2 separate regions of the Mus musculus genome follow, and region 1 is linked to region 2. A link is a contact called in public HiCAR-type data. All regions are on one chromosome and are shown on one strand. Each heading gives the region's core, a stretch centred on a gene start, on an enhancer-like site or on the middle of the called end of the contact. The rest is flanking DNA. Distances are from core to core; before and after follow the strand shown. Region 1 overlaps Aff1 (AF4/FMR2 family, member 1). Region 2 has its middle 6.3 kb from the start of Gm30443.

Region 1 (5,998 bases), core at 1,043-3,542, 470 kb before region 2:
GGAAGAACCTGAGATCCTGGAGAACGGGAGTGCATGGGCACCAGGGTGGCCACATTGGGCAATGGAGGCATGGAGCCAGGAAGAGTGTTGTAACCGCCCTGGTGAGTGTAATCGCCAGGGTCAGTATACAGATCTGAGAGCTCTGCCTTTGTGCCTCTCAAGAGTCTTCCCCAGAGACACGTGTCTATAGAGACACGAGAGACAGGACAAACCACAAGACTGGGAGGAATGCACACACACACACACCCCACTACTGAACAGCCATAAGATTCCTGAGCCTTTCTGGGTCTCAGCAAAGGGCGGTGGCTTGGAGGGACTGCTACGGCTCTGCTCACACAGGAAGCAACGTAGCTTGCCTGCGTGTGAAGCTGGGGGGGAATGGGAAGATCAGGGCAACTCTCTGAAGGAGGTTCAGTAAGAAGAAAAGATATGACCTCTCAGCCCAAGATCACGCTTCACACCTCCACCAGAAGACTGCCTGAGAGGACAGGAAGAAAGCCCCACAGGACAGGAAAGTGGATCGGCTTTACTCCTTGGCAGTTGAGGCAGACACACAGGAACTGGCGGACTTAAGGCAGCCTCCACTACCACACACACCTGCCATGCTCCCCAGTCAATAAACAACCAAGCTGAAAAGAAACCTAGAAGGCGTTAGTTAACTGGATGGGTCAAAGGCAGAACTAACCATGACAAGCATAAGAAACACACCTTTGTGGGGAGCGAGGAGAGATATGAAGAACTCAGGGAAGGGGGGCAACTTTTGGAATGTAAATAAGTAAAATAATCTAATAATAATAATAATAAAAAAACACGCCTCTTCCTGTCATACAATGACTTCCCTTCCTCTGTCTACATAAATGAAGGAGTATATAAATACACTGATTCCCCCACCAAACATGACGGTTTCTTGATTAATAAACCAATTCTGTTAGAGAGGAAGACTTCAGTGAACTCTTCATCCCGTTATTTATTGAAATAAGGAAGACTGTCTACTTATCTGTGCACATGACTATAATCCCAGCACTTGGGAAGCTGAGACAGAAGGATCTTGGCTCTCAGGCTAGCCTGGGCTACACTGGTGACACCAACACAATAATATCAAAAGATAGCCACTTATTTGAAGGGGGCAATCTTCAGTCAAATGGCTGGAATGGATCATTTACAAAAGCGCGCACACACAGAGCTGAAGTCTCCGACTGTGTCCCTAAAGAGTCATAATCTTAAGAAAAGGGAGTGGATGCTGGCACTTGTACACAGCAGTTTAAAGAAGCACTGCTCGGCTTGTGTATTTACCTCAGTTTCTCCACTGTGCCTCATCAACTGTTCCTAACCCAGTCCCCTCTTCATCACAGCTGTCTGCACCATCGGCTCTCTCTTGCTGGCTGGCTTTTGGTTTTGCATGGCTGAGGATTGCATCCAGAGCCTTAATAATGCTAGAGAGGTGCTCAGACACTGAACTCCATCCCCACCCTACTGTGTAATCTCTGATATTCTCTTGAGTATTTAAGGCTAAAATGCCTTCAAAGACTTGAATCCTTTGAGAACTTTTGTTAAACTTCATAGTAGGACAGTGAGAAGCTGGGGGTGGGGGTGGGGGGCTTTGAATAAACTGCACTCACGTGAACGTTTTGGAAAACTCTTAAATGTCTCTAAATACATCTTGAAAAGGCGTTTTCTAGCTTTCACGCTGAAGATGAAGGCATTGGGGAGAAATATTCCCATGTTAAAAAACAAGTCAGGGGCTAGAGAGATGGTTAAGAGCACTGGCTACTCTTCCAAAGGTCCTGAGTTCAATTCCCATTAACCACGTAGTGACTCATAACCACCTGTAAAGGGATCTGATACAGTCTTCTGGTGTGTCTGGAAACAGCTACAGTATACTCATATAAATAAATCTTAAAAACAAAGCAAACAAACAAACAAACAAAAAAAAGTTGGTAAACCTCTGGCCTAGAGCCAGGTTCCCAGGTTTGCAAACCAGGTGACCCCACCGGAGGAGCCAGGGAGGCCTGAATGGCCGTCATGGCATTGACGCACAAAACGGGTAACATACGCAAGGCCTACCGCATCAGAGAACACATGACTCTGCTGAGGGGTAAATATACAACAACTAGCTTTGGATCCATAGCTCTCTGGAAGCGTCTCAGTCAAGCAGCTAACTAATGCCACACCTGAAGCAATGAATGCCTAACCGATGCTAACCACACTCACAGCACACCTCCACAGCTCCTCTACCCAAGCACCAGCTCGGCCTGAGCAGGGACCTGGGAAGGCTGCGCTTCACTGCTTCCAGCCCCACGGAATTAGGACTGCCTAGGAATTTAAAAAATGCCAGAGTCCTCCTCCCGCTGTCCCTAGGTGACTGTAAAGTGATCAGGCTTGCCAGGACTTTAATACAGCCAGGATTTAAACCAATGGGTCCCATCTTCACCACGGAAAGGCTGACTACCAAGCTGGATCTCTTGGCTGTTTGCTAGAGCTTTGTGTCTAGAATGAGGACATGGCCACTCCAAGGTGTGGTTGAAGGGAAGCTTCCTGTTGTAGACATATGAGGGAGAGTACAGCCAGAGGCATCAGGAAGGGTCCAGAGTAGGGAGAGGAAGTAGCGAACTTAACATGGTCAGCAGACTGAATCAGCCATGGAGGGGACGGGGACGGGGGCGGGGGGGGGGGGGGGGGAGAAAAAAGGAGAGGGGACCAAGATCTATTGGAGCACATGGCCCAAATGGCAGGTTCTATCGGAATCAGAAGCTGGGGTAGGGAAGCCCACAAACTGGAGAAGATTGGGATGGGGTGGGGCGAGGAGAGCTGAGAGGAGCCGGGTAGACCCTGACAGGTACCTGCTGCAGTGCACAGAGCACATGAGGCCAGGGCACAGTCTGCTTGGCTAACAGGCACCACAGTTGGCACTTATCCTCAGTTTCTCTTGGACCAGACACTTTGCAGAACTCACGTGCACGGTGGAGATGAGGAAACTTCCCCAAGCTCTGAACAGAATGCTTCCCTTGAGCCATGCCTTAGAGGCTCAGCTTCCAGAGGACAGGCTCTGATCTCAGAATGCGGAGGAGCTAGCCTAGACGCCCCCCACGTCCCCCTTCCCGTGAAGGCTGACGACTCTCTAACCAACAAGGAAGCACACTGCACACTGTATTTCCTTCCACTCCAGTGGGAGGCAGAAAAGCAGAGGATTAGTGCCAGAGACAACATAAAATAAGCCAAGGCAGCTCAGATGGGGGTGACAGGAGACTGGCTGCTGGCCAGCACGAGTAGGGGTCCCGCTCAGGCAGTAGCTGCAGGGACACTTTTCCCTAAGCATGTCCACCACAAGTTCCGATAAAGTTTTGTCTCAGACAGAAAGGCAGGCGGATGGACGGACAGACACACACACTATTCCATCTCATTCTAAAAGCTTTAAAAAAAAATCTTTCTAGCATGGTGGTGCAGGCCTTTAACTAGGAGGCAGAGGCAGATGATCTCTGTGAGTTTGGGGTCAGCCTGGTCTACGTGGCACGATCCAGAACAGAGCTCCATAGACATATACTGTCTCACCCCTAGTCCCCCAGCTAGAGTCCTGACACGGAAACCTGTCCTCTCTCAGCTCAGACAGCCCCTTCTTCAGTAAGCACCTGGGCACAGTAGATAGGGTCACAGATATTCAAGTCTCCAGCAACCAGGTTCTGGGGGAAATCTCCCTTTTCGGTTTGCTAGAGCCACTATATCTTTAACCAGGTGGATAAACTATCTGGGCTTCAACATGATCTTCCTCGTAAGATATCTTTCTTATACTCAAGAGTGCTAAATCCTCTCCTGGTCAGCAAAGCAGAGATGGCCCTTGTGCTCTGTGAAAAGATCTGGGCAGGTAGTAGTAGTACCCTCGGGAGTCTTTCCTCATCACAAAGGAGAAAAAGAAAAAAAAAATCCAGGAATCCAGAGCTCAACCCCTTTGAATAAAGGAAGACGACACTGTCCAAACTGGCATCATGCCTAATAGAAAGCCGCATCATGAAGGTTTGCCTTGAAAACACATCGTGACGGCCACTCAGCATGCCGAGCTTGCCCCACCAGCTCACTTCGCTACCTCTCCCCAGAGGCCTTAGCTAGTTCTAGGGACAAAGCACGTGGTCATGAGTGCACAGTTCTTCAGACGACTCAGAACACTATCGCGCCGCTTTGTGGAACCTCCAGGATAAAATACAGCACCCAGGGAGTAAACCATATCTGCATAAAACATAAAAATGCTGCGCCTCGCTGTGGGGTGTGCAGAAAGAGGATGCCTTCAGTGACTCAAGATACCCTGACCGAGTGACAGCCCGCAGGACGGGAAGCGGATGCAGGCCAAGAGGAGCCCTGGAGAGGCAGCTCAGCCGAGCAAGCTTCCACAACTCAAAGACCATGCCACCACCTGTCTCTGCACCCACCTTTCTCTTCTTGGTCACTCTGCTGGAGCTGTCACAGCTCTTGGTCTCCGAGTCCTGCTTCTTCCCTGCTGACAGCTGCTTGTCTTCTGCTTTCCTGGGGCGGCTCCCCTTCCCCAGAGGCTGGGGAATCCTCGTGAGGAGGTCTAGGGTTATCTTCACCACCAAGCTTGTCGGTGGTGGGGAGTCCCTGAGCGGCGAGAGCAATTTGGTGTCTCTCAAAGGCAACAGGAGCTTGTCTTTACAGCCGTCCCCTTGGGCAATCACAGCCTGTCGGCAGCCACTAGTCCTGACGCTGCCACTGCTGCCCCTGCTGCTGTGGGATGGACCCTGGCTCTGAGTCAAGGAGACAAGAGCAGAGTGTTCTGGGTTCCTGTCCCCAGCACTGTCCTTCGGAGGCTGGGGGGCTGAGGGCGCCTTGGAGGGGGCCGTGGAGCTCTTGTGCTTCCTCTTCTCACTGGGGGTGGGCACAGGCGGCTTCGGTCTGGGCACGGCTGCCTGAGGCGTGGGCGCAGGGACCTCTGGCTTAGGCTCCCGACTGCCCACGGCACGCGGCCTGCCTTTCGTCTTCACCTTGGGTCTGTCTTTGGAAGTCTGCTCCTTTGAGCCGTAGGGAAGGGGTCCTACTTCACTCTCTGCCTGCGAGCTGGCCTGGGGCTCTGCCTGGCCGGAGCCCTTGGCGGGTTTCCTGGGTTGTTTGCTGCCCACGGTTTGCCGAGGTGGGGGTTCCTGTTGAGCGGGGGATTTCGGACAGCCCCTCTTCCCAGGCTGGGGCCCCTCAGAGGGACCCCGGAGAGTCTTGCTGGAGCTCTTTGGGAGAGGGTCTTTGGAATCAGGATGCTGCTGGTCACTGCTGCCCTCAGCGACACCCTTACTTTCCTGGCGCCATTGTGGAGACTCTGTGCTCCCCCGGCCATCCAGGGGCACTGAGGGTTGGTTGACTTTGGTCAACCAGTTGTCCAGCTGCCATTTGTTTGTCGTCGGAGGCTCGGGCTAGAAGCAGAAACAGAAAAGTATTAACCAACCGGGGTTGATGAACTGGGTTAGCAGCCTAACTAGACAGGACCATTCCCAGGACAAGTGGCCATGTTAGCAGTCTATACAGGACTGTCCCCAAGACAAGTGGTCATTTTGAGCCTAAGAATTTACCCTCCAGTCATCTCCTTCAGATTACAAATCAGATTCTGCAGCACTTCATCAAATGAGCTTGAACAGCTTTGCAATGAGAACTCTGCCTGATAGATAGTCACTAATAAGTAATTGGCAACTGCTGAGAGGCCTTTGTGGCTTGTCTTTTTGCCCTGATGGTTAATTATGGTACAGTTATAATAAGGAAACGAGGAAGAAAAACAGTACTTTTCTTCAACTGATAAGGCCCCACTTCTAACATTTGATTTCTCTTTATTTACTTAAAAACAGTAATTTATATGTGACAGGATTATCAATATAACACAGACAGATCTGACTTCCAAAACCTACACAGTAAGACAGAGTGAAATCACATTAGCAGGGACTAGTCCCTCTATTCTTTCAGACAGACACAGCATCTTTTACCAAAGGCAATCAGGTCTGAGGTCGCACAT
Region 2 (5,959 bases), core at 2,103-4,602:
AGGAGTGCCTTTCAAGTCCTTCCCTCCCCTGTTCACCAGAGGCCGCTACTGAGCAAAGGCTTAAACTCCCAGTGTGGGACGACCAGTGTGGGATGACCAGTGTGGGACGACAGCACTGTTCAGGACAGATGTTCTCTGCATGGTGAACATAAGCTCTACCACCAAGCTGTAGCCCAGCCCTGAAGAAGATGGAGCCCCGTTTTCGTTCCGGCACGAGTCTGGTTTTGCCCTATAAATCCCGGGGTAGAAAACTCCTCCTCTAGGAATGGAGCCAAATTTTACTTCTAAAGCTAAGTACAGATGGTATGAAACATTTTCTTAAAAATATTTTTTGTTGTTGTTTTTGTTTGAATTACTTTACTCACAGAAAGATTGCGGCAGTAATACAGTGTTCTCATACTGCCCCACGGAGAGGTCCCACACTGCCCAGAGGATTTCACGCACTGCTACACGAGGTTCCCACATTGCCCCCACACTGCTTCTCTAAGGGCAACATCTTCAAAGACCAGCATGTTCCCATGCAGACCAAGGAGCTTTCAAGACGCAGTTTAGAGTAGAGCACATTCCTTGCAACACAGAACTCTGAGTTCATGCTTTTTTTTTTTTTTTTTTTTTTTTTTTTTTAATTGTTTTGTTTTGTATTTTGAGACAAGGTTTCTCTGTGTACCCCAGGCTGCCCTGGAACTCACTCAGTAGACCAGGCTGTCCTGGAACTCAGAAATCTGCCTGCCAAGTGCTGGGATTAAAAGTCCTTTAAGTGTGCAAGCCATAGCTGGGCAGTGGTGGCGCATGCCTTTAATCCCAGCAGTTGGGAGGCAGAGGCAGGCAGATTTCTGAGTTTGAGGCCAACCTGCTCTACAGAGTGAGTTCCAGGACAGCCAGGGCTCTACAGAGAAACCCTGTCACAATTAACTAAATTTCAGATCTAGATTTCACTAGGTTTGTTGTTGTTTTTGTCTTTGTTTTTCGCCACTCCCCCCACCCCCCAGCAATACCTTTTTTTTTTTTTTTTTTTCTATCCTAAGACCCAAGCTGGAACATGGCATTATGGTAAGTTGTCCTGTCCATTGGTCTGTCCTGGTTCCTAGCTTGTCTGTGAGGCACTGAGCTGGATAGGTCTTTTGTAGAAAAGTCCTCTGAACTGGGGATACCTGATCTTTTTGTGATTAGAACGTTCTAGAAAGAAGCACCTTCCCTCACAGCCTCTCAGGTATACGGGCATCCAACAAGCTCGTGTTGATGATGTGAGTCTCCCCTGTTGCTTGCCAGATTTCTTCTTAGTGAAGTCTCAATGCTTCTGGTTACATTCTCTGGAAACAGGCCACTGAAGCAGGAGGGGGCCTGCGGGGGGAATTAACCTCCACCTTCCTGGAAGACCAAGAATTTACCAAGTGGAATTCACTCTGCCTTTCCCTACCTATTCACTTATAACACTATGAGCTCACAGGTAATTATTTAAATACCGGCTGATAACCTACTGAATTGCTGTCTCTGTTACCACCCTAATTAGCCCAGCCTTAGCCACTGCAAGCCCTCTCAGGTGGACTTCTGTGCTCCTCTGTTGTGCTCCTGTCCCTTTGACTAAGCTTTTTGATACTACAGGAAGCACTGGGTTCATATTACATCCATCCTGCTCCAATTCTGAGAAGTTTCTTTGAGGAAACCGCATTTCCTTTAATTGGGCGGTGGCATTCCAATGTGTTATCATAATGGATTCCAGTCCCGGAAGATTTGGGCCGGAGGAGTTCACTTCGTTTCCAAAACGGTGATCAATGGTATGACCCGGTCTAGGGAGCCCACGGTGCACTTCCTTGCTGGGGATATTTACGAAGCTGCCTCAGGGGCAGGTATGTGAATCATGGGGTTAAAGAATGGTACTCAGATGATGTCATTGTGGACACTTTCAGTACAGTGAGCGGGCATGCTCAAATTTGCATTAGATGACGTTTCTGGGTCTTACACATCTTGACGTTTCTGCCCTGGGACTCATGGATTCCCAGAACAGTGCACATACAGTTTGTTAGAACTCAGGTAAACAAAAGAAAAAGTGATACATTTGCATTTGAAGAGGTTTTGTGGTTAACTTAAAAACTACCACCTGTAGACATTTCCTCTAGGCTCTGCCCCATAGTTACCTGGTAACAGCCAGGTATGCCTGACTCACCATAAAAGGGGCTGCTTGCCCACCCCCTCTCTTGCTCTTCTCCTCTTGCTTTTGATCCCGTACCCTCTTCCTCCTCTTTCCCCTTTCCTCTCCCCACTTTCTCTCCATGTGCTCATGGCCGGTTTCTACTCCCCTCCCCTCCCAACTTCCCTCCTCTTCCTCTTCCTCCTCCCCCCCTCCTCCTCCCTTCCTCCCTCTCTCTATTTCTCTCTCTCTCTGCCTTTTTCTGTCTCTACTCTCTCAATTCCCCCCCCCCCCTGCCCTAAATAAACTATTCTATTCTATACCATGGCCTGTCCCTCAGCAGAAAGGGATGCTTCTACATGGCCTGAAGAGACACACCCCTCCCCCCACACCATACCTCGCCTCCACCAAACACATCCCTGGCTTCCTTTCTTTTTCTAAAACACACCACCACCCCCTTGATTGGTAATGATAGTGTGATCCCTAAAATACCCCAGTAACTCCTGACTGTATCTGAAACAAGCATGGCGTACACAGTCGAAGTCACTGGGAAGAGCAGAAAGATATCTCACTGTTTGTGCGTTCTGGCGAGGTAGGTAACGAAGGCAATATTATTCAGCGGGAAAGTGGAGTAATAATGAATGCAGAGCCTTGGGAGCTGTATGGTATCAGACTCCTGCTTCCAGGCTGCGGGATCGAATCGGGCCTCCCTGGAACAGGGAGAGAGCAGGGAGGTTAGTTTCCACGATCTCTAGTTAGAGAGAACGTGAGGCTGAGTCTGTGGGTGTGGAGTCCACAGAGGTGGGAAAACCAAACAGCAGGACCATGAGAAGGGAGCAATACTTTGGTAAAATATATTTATTTAGCAACTCTTGGCTCCCACTGCTCAAACACTCGATTTTAAAGAAACATCCACAGCCAGGCCACAAAGTAGCCAAGAACAAGGAAGAGTGAAGGTATGCTCAGAGTAATTGGGGAAGCTCGGGGTGGGAGAGATTGAGCCCGAGAGTGAGTTATCCCAGAACAGATGGAGGCGGCCACGTTAGCTTTGCACTAAACTGTACTGTAGCTTTGAATCTATTTTCGTGATAAACTACTCATAACAAAGCTTACCACGTTAACCATGTTTATGTATGCAGTTCGGCGGCATTCCACCCTATACTGTTGTGTGACCCTTGTTGCTTGCTGTTTCCAGAACAGTCTTCTTCCTGTGGTGAAACTAAACCCTCCCCTCTCACCTCCCCACCAGCCTCAGGTAACCACTGCTGCGCTTTCTCTAAGTGTAGACGGAGTCACAGCAAATATTTTTCTTCCCCCCCCCCCCCCCCCGTAGAGATTATTTCGCTTAGCAAGACTTCTTCCAAGGGTCACCAGTGTCGTGGTATTTTGCTTAACTTTCTAAAGTGGTCATAGCCACATCCTGCTGACTCTGGTCCTGGAGCTGTACAAGGTAATTCCACAGGCTGGGTGAGGGAGTCCCGGGGTGGGGTGGGGAGGTGACTGGGAATGGGGGAGGGACACAGAGCCCTTCCAGCTGCTCAGGAAAGGTTGAGGTGGAGAGGAAGAAGGAGGCGGAGCGCTGTGGATGCGGGCAGCTCAGTGGGCAGCGAGGACCACGCCAGCGCCAGCGCAGGAGGCGGGGCTGCCGGGCTGTACTGGAGGTCTCAATAACTGGGGTTATGGTAGACTGAGAATGGAAAGTGAGTGGAGAGTGACTCAGCTGGGGTGGGGGTGCCCAACACATTGTTTCATGCAGAGTTTCTAAAGGAACGGCAATAGGTAACCTAACAGGCATTTGGGCAGGAGCGGGGTAATGATTTACTCAAAATAGTTGGCATCAGGAAAGATAAGGGGGTGGAAACCGCCAAGCGCTTTCAGGGCTAATCAGCTTAATTTGGCAGGGACTGAGGGTTTGTATGGAATGCAGAGAGAGAGATAGGAGGTTGTCGAAGCCCGTTTCTAAAGTACCACGACTGACAAGCAGTTGGTTCTGATCATTTACTAAGCAATGGGCACCAATAGAAAACAAATGGCTCTGTCCTTTGTCTCAAATCCCTAAACTGTAGATCTTGACCTTAATTAGACCAATTAGCACACAGCCTTATAGTAGCTTGCGAGACAGATGCATCTCCTAGGAGACTGTAACTGCCTGAGAGCAAAACTGCTTCGCTACATAGTGGCCCTTCTAGCCTTAAACTCACACCTCTGAACTGCCTGCTGCCTTCTATAGCATCCCGAGACTTGAAGGGGTCGGGGTTAAGAGGTTTTGATGGGAGGCACAGAATAAACTAGAAAGGCTACAATTTAGAAAGGTTAATTACAATTAACCTGATGAGCCTGTGCTGTGAGGAGGGTGCGGGGGTGGGGGATGAGTCAGGCTGCGCAAGGGAAGGTATTTTAGTAATTCGATGGTGGGGTTAAGACAGACCCTCTCTTCTGGGCTTAAACAGGAAGGGCAGGCTCTGGAAAGGAATCTGGTGTGATTATCTGGTCTTCTGTGGCAGCCAAAGCGGAGGGTAGGATGAAGTGCAGGATGAAGCACCGCTACCCCTGCATATTTTCGGCTGTGGAATCCTGACCATGTCGCTGCACACAGAGCCCAGTCTAAAGCCTCCCTGCCTGAAATCACGTTGGTGGTCTTGGTCTCTATCAATATGTTTAATACTGCCTTTGAGCATGAGAAAGGTTGCACTTGATTTTGGTTGACATTGGGGAGCACAGCGACTTGTTTCCAAGCTATACCTATAGAAATAAGGTTACTTGCAGAGTAGAGCCTATACATTCACCCTGCTACAAGTACAGATTATCAATTTATACCTATAAACCACAAGAGATTGCTTTAGGTCTGGAACTAAAGAATATGGATGAAATCCAGGAGATATGAAATTCTCAGCAATGTTTTGGCATGAAAAAAAAATCACTGCTTCGTGTTTTAAAAATCTTTGGTTTGAAGCCTTTTTTTTGCTGCTGTTAAAATATAAAATGTCAATTTTTGTTTGTTTTTTTGTTTTCTGAGACAGGGTTTTTCTGTGTAGCCCTGGCTGTCCTGGAACTCACTCAGGCTGGCCTCGAACTCAGAAATCTACCTGCCTCTACCTCCCTAGTGCTGGGATTAAAGGCATGTGCCACCACTGCCCGGCTATAATGTCAATTATTTATTTAGGGCTTTTTTTCTTTCTCTCTTCCTTTCCTTTTTCCTTTCCTTTCCTTTCCTTTCCTTTCCTTTCCTTTCCTTTCCTTTCCTTTCCTTTCCTTTCCTTTCCTCTCCCTCTTCTCCTCTCCCTCCTCTCCCTCCTCTCCCTCCTCCCCCTCCCCCTCTCCTCTCTCTGCTCTCCCCTCTCCCCCTCCCTCTACCTCTCCCCTCCCCTCCTTTCCCTTTTGCCTTTTCCCTCTTCCCTTTTTTCCCTTCTCCCTTTTCCTTTTCCCCTTTCCCCTTTTCCCTTTTCTTCCCCTTTCCTTTCCCTTCCTTTCATTCTGGAGTGAAGCAGCAGTCTCCCTGTTTAGTAGATACCCCATCTGCTGCTGAGGTACATCTGTCATAAATTCCTTCATCATTCATTCCTTCCAACTGGGCAGGTGTATCTGCTCCCCTGATTGGTTGCCTATCAGACCAGAATCTGATCTGTTTCACTGGCAAATCTCCCCGCTTACAATAGGTTGTCAATGGTGTGGTCTCTTAGTCTTCAACTGCACCACAGAGGCATCCCTCACCCCACCTTCCAAGTCATGACTGTTGTTCTCAGTCTTGACCCCTTCTTTGGGTTTCTTGATGGAGTCTCTTGGTGGTTTCTTCTAGAGTCTCTCCTCTGCTCCCTCTTCATAAAAAGGGCA

What was found. HiCAR-type assays count read pairs that join an accessible place to other places.
Region 1: a contact with region 2 is called in a HiCAR-type map of kidney, with 2.4 times the contacts expected there. The contact joins two enhancer-like sites. A contact is called at or near these places in 33 of 484 Hi-C or Micro-C datasets (the AtT-20 cell line, the BV-2 cell line, the C2C12 cell line and 25 more), 8 of 115 datasets of contacts at active chromatin or transcription factors (SST interneurons, T-cell acute lymphoblastic leukemia, embryonic basal ganglia and 5 more) and 1 of 9 other capture datasets (embryonic stem cells).

What each region holds. Positions count from the first base shown.
Region 1 is chr5:103,832,880-103,838,877 of GRCm38.p6, reverse strand. Aff1 (AF4/FMR2 family, member 1) reads right to left here. Exons shown (of 20, transcript NM_133919.4): 11 at 4,419-5,408. Among named protein-coding and RNA genes, the nearest start is that of Gm42139, 50 kb to the left of the region's middle. Within about 2 kb of position 2,292, at least 14 of the 459 cell types and tissues checked have an H3K27ac peak or open chromatin away from gene starts, as enhancers often do. A contact at or near this core is called in kidney, where this site is marked.
Region 2 is chr5:103,363,279-103,369,237 of GRCm38.p6, reverse strand. No RefSeq gene overlaps it. Among named protein-coding and RNA genes, the nearest start is that of Gm30443, 6.3 kb to the right of the region's middle. Within about 2 kb of position 3,352, at least 43 of the 459 cell types and tissues checked have an H3K27ac peak or open chromatin away from gene starts, as enhancers often do. A contact at or near this core is called in kidney, where this site is marked.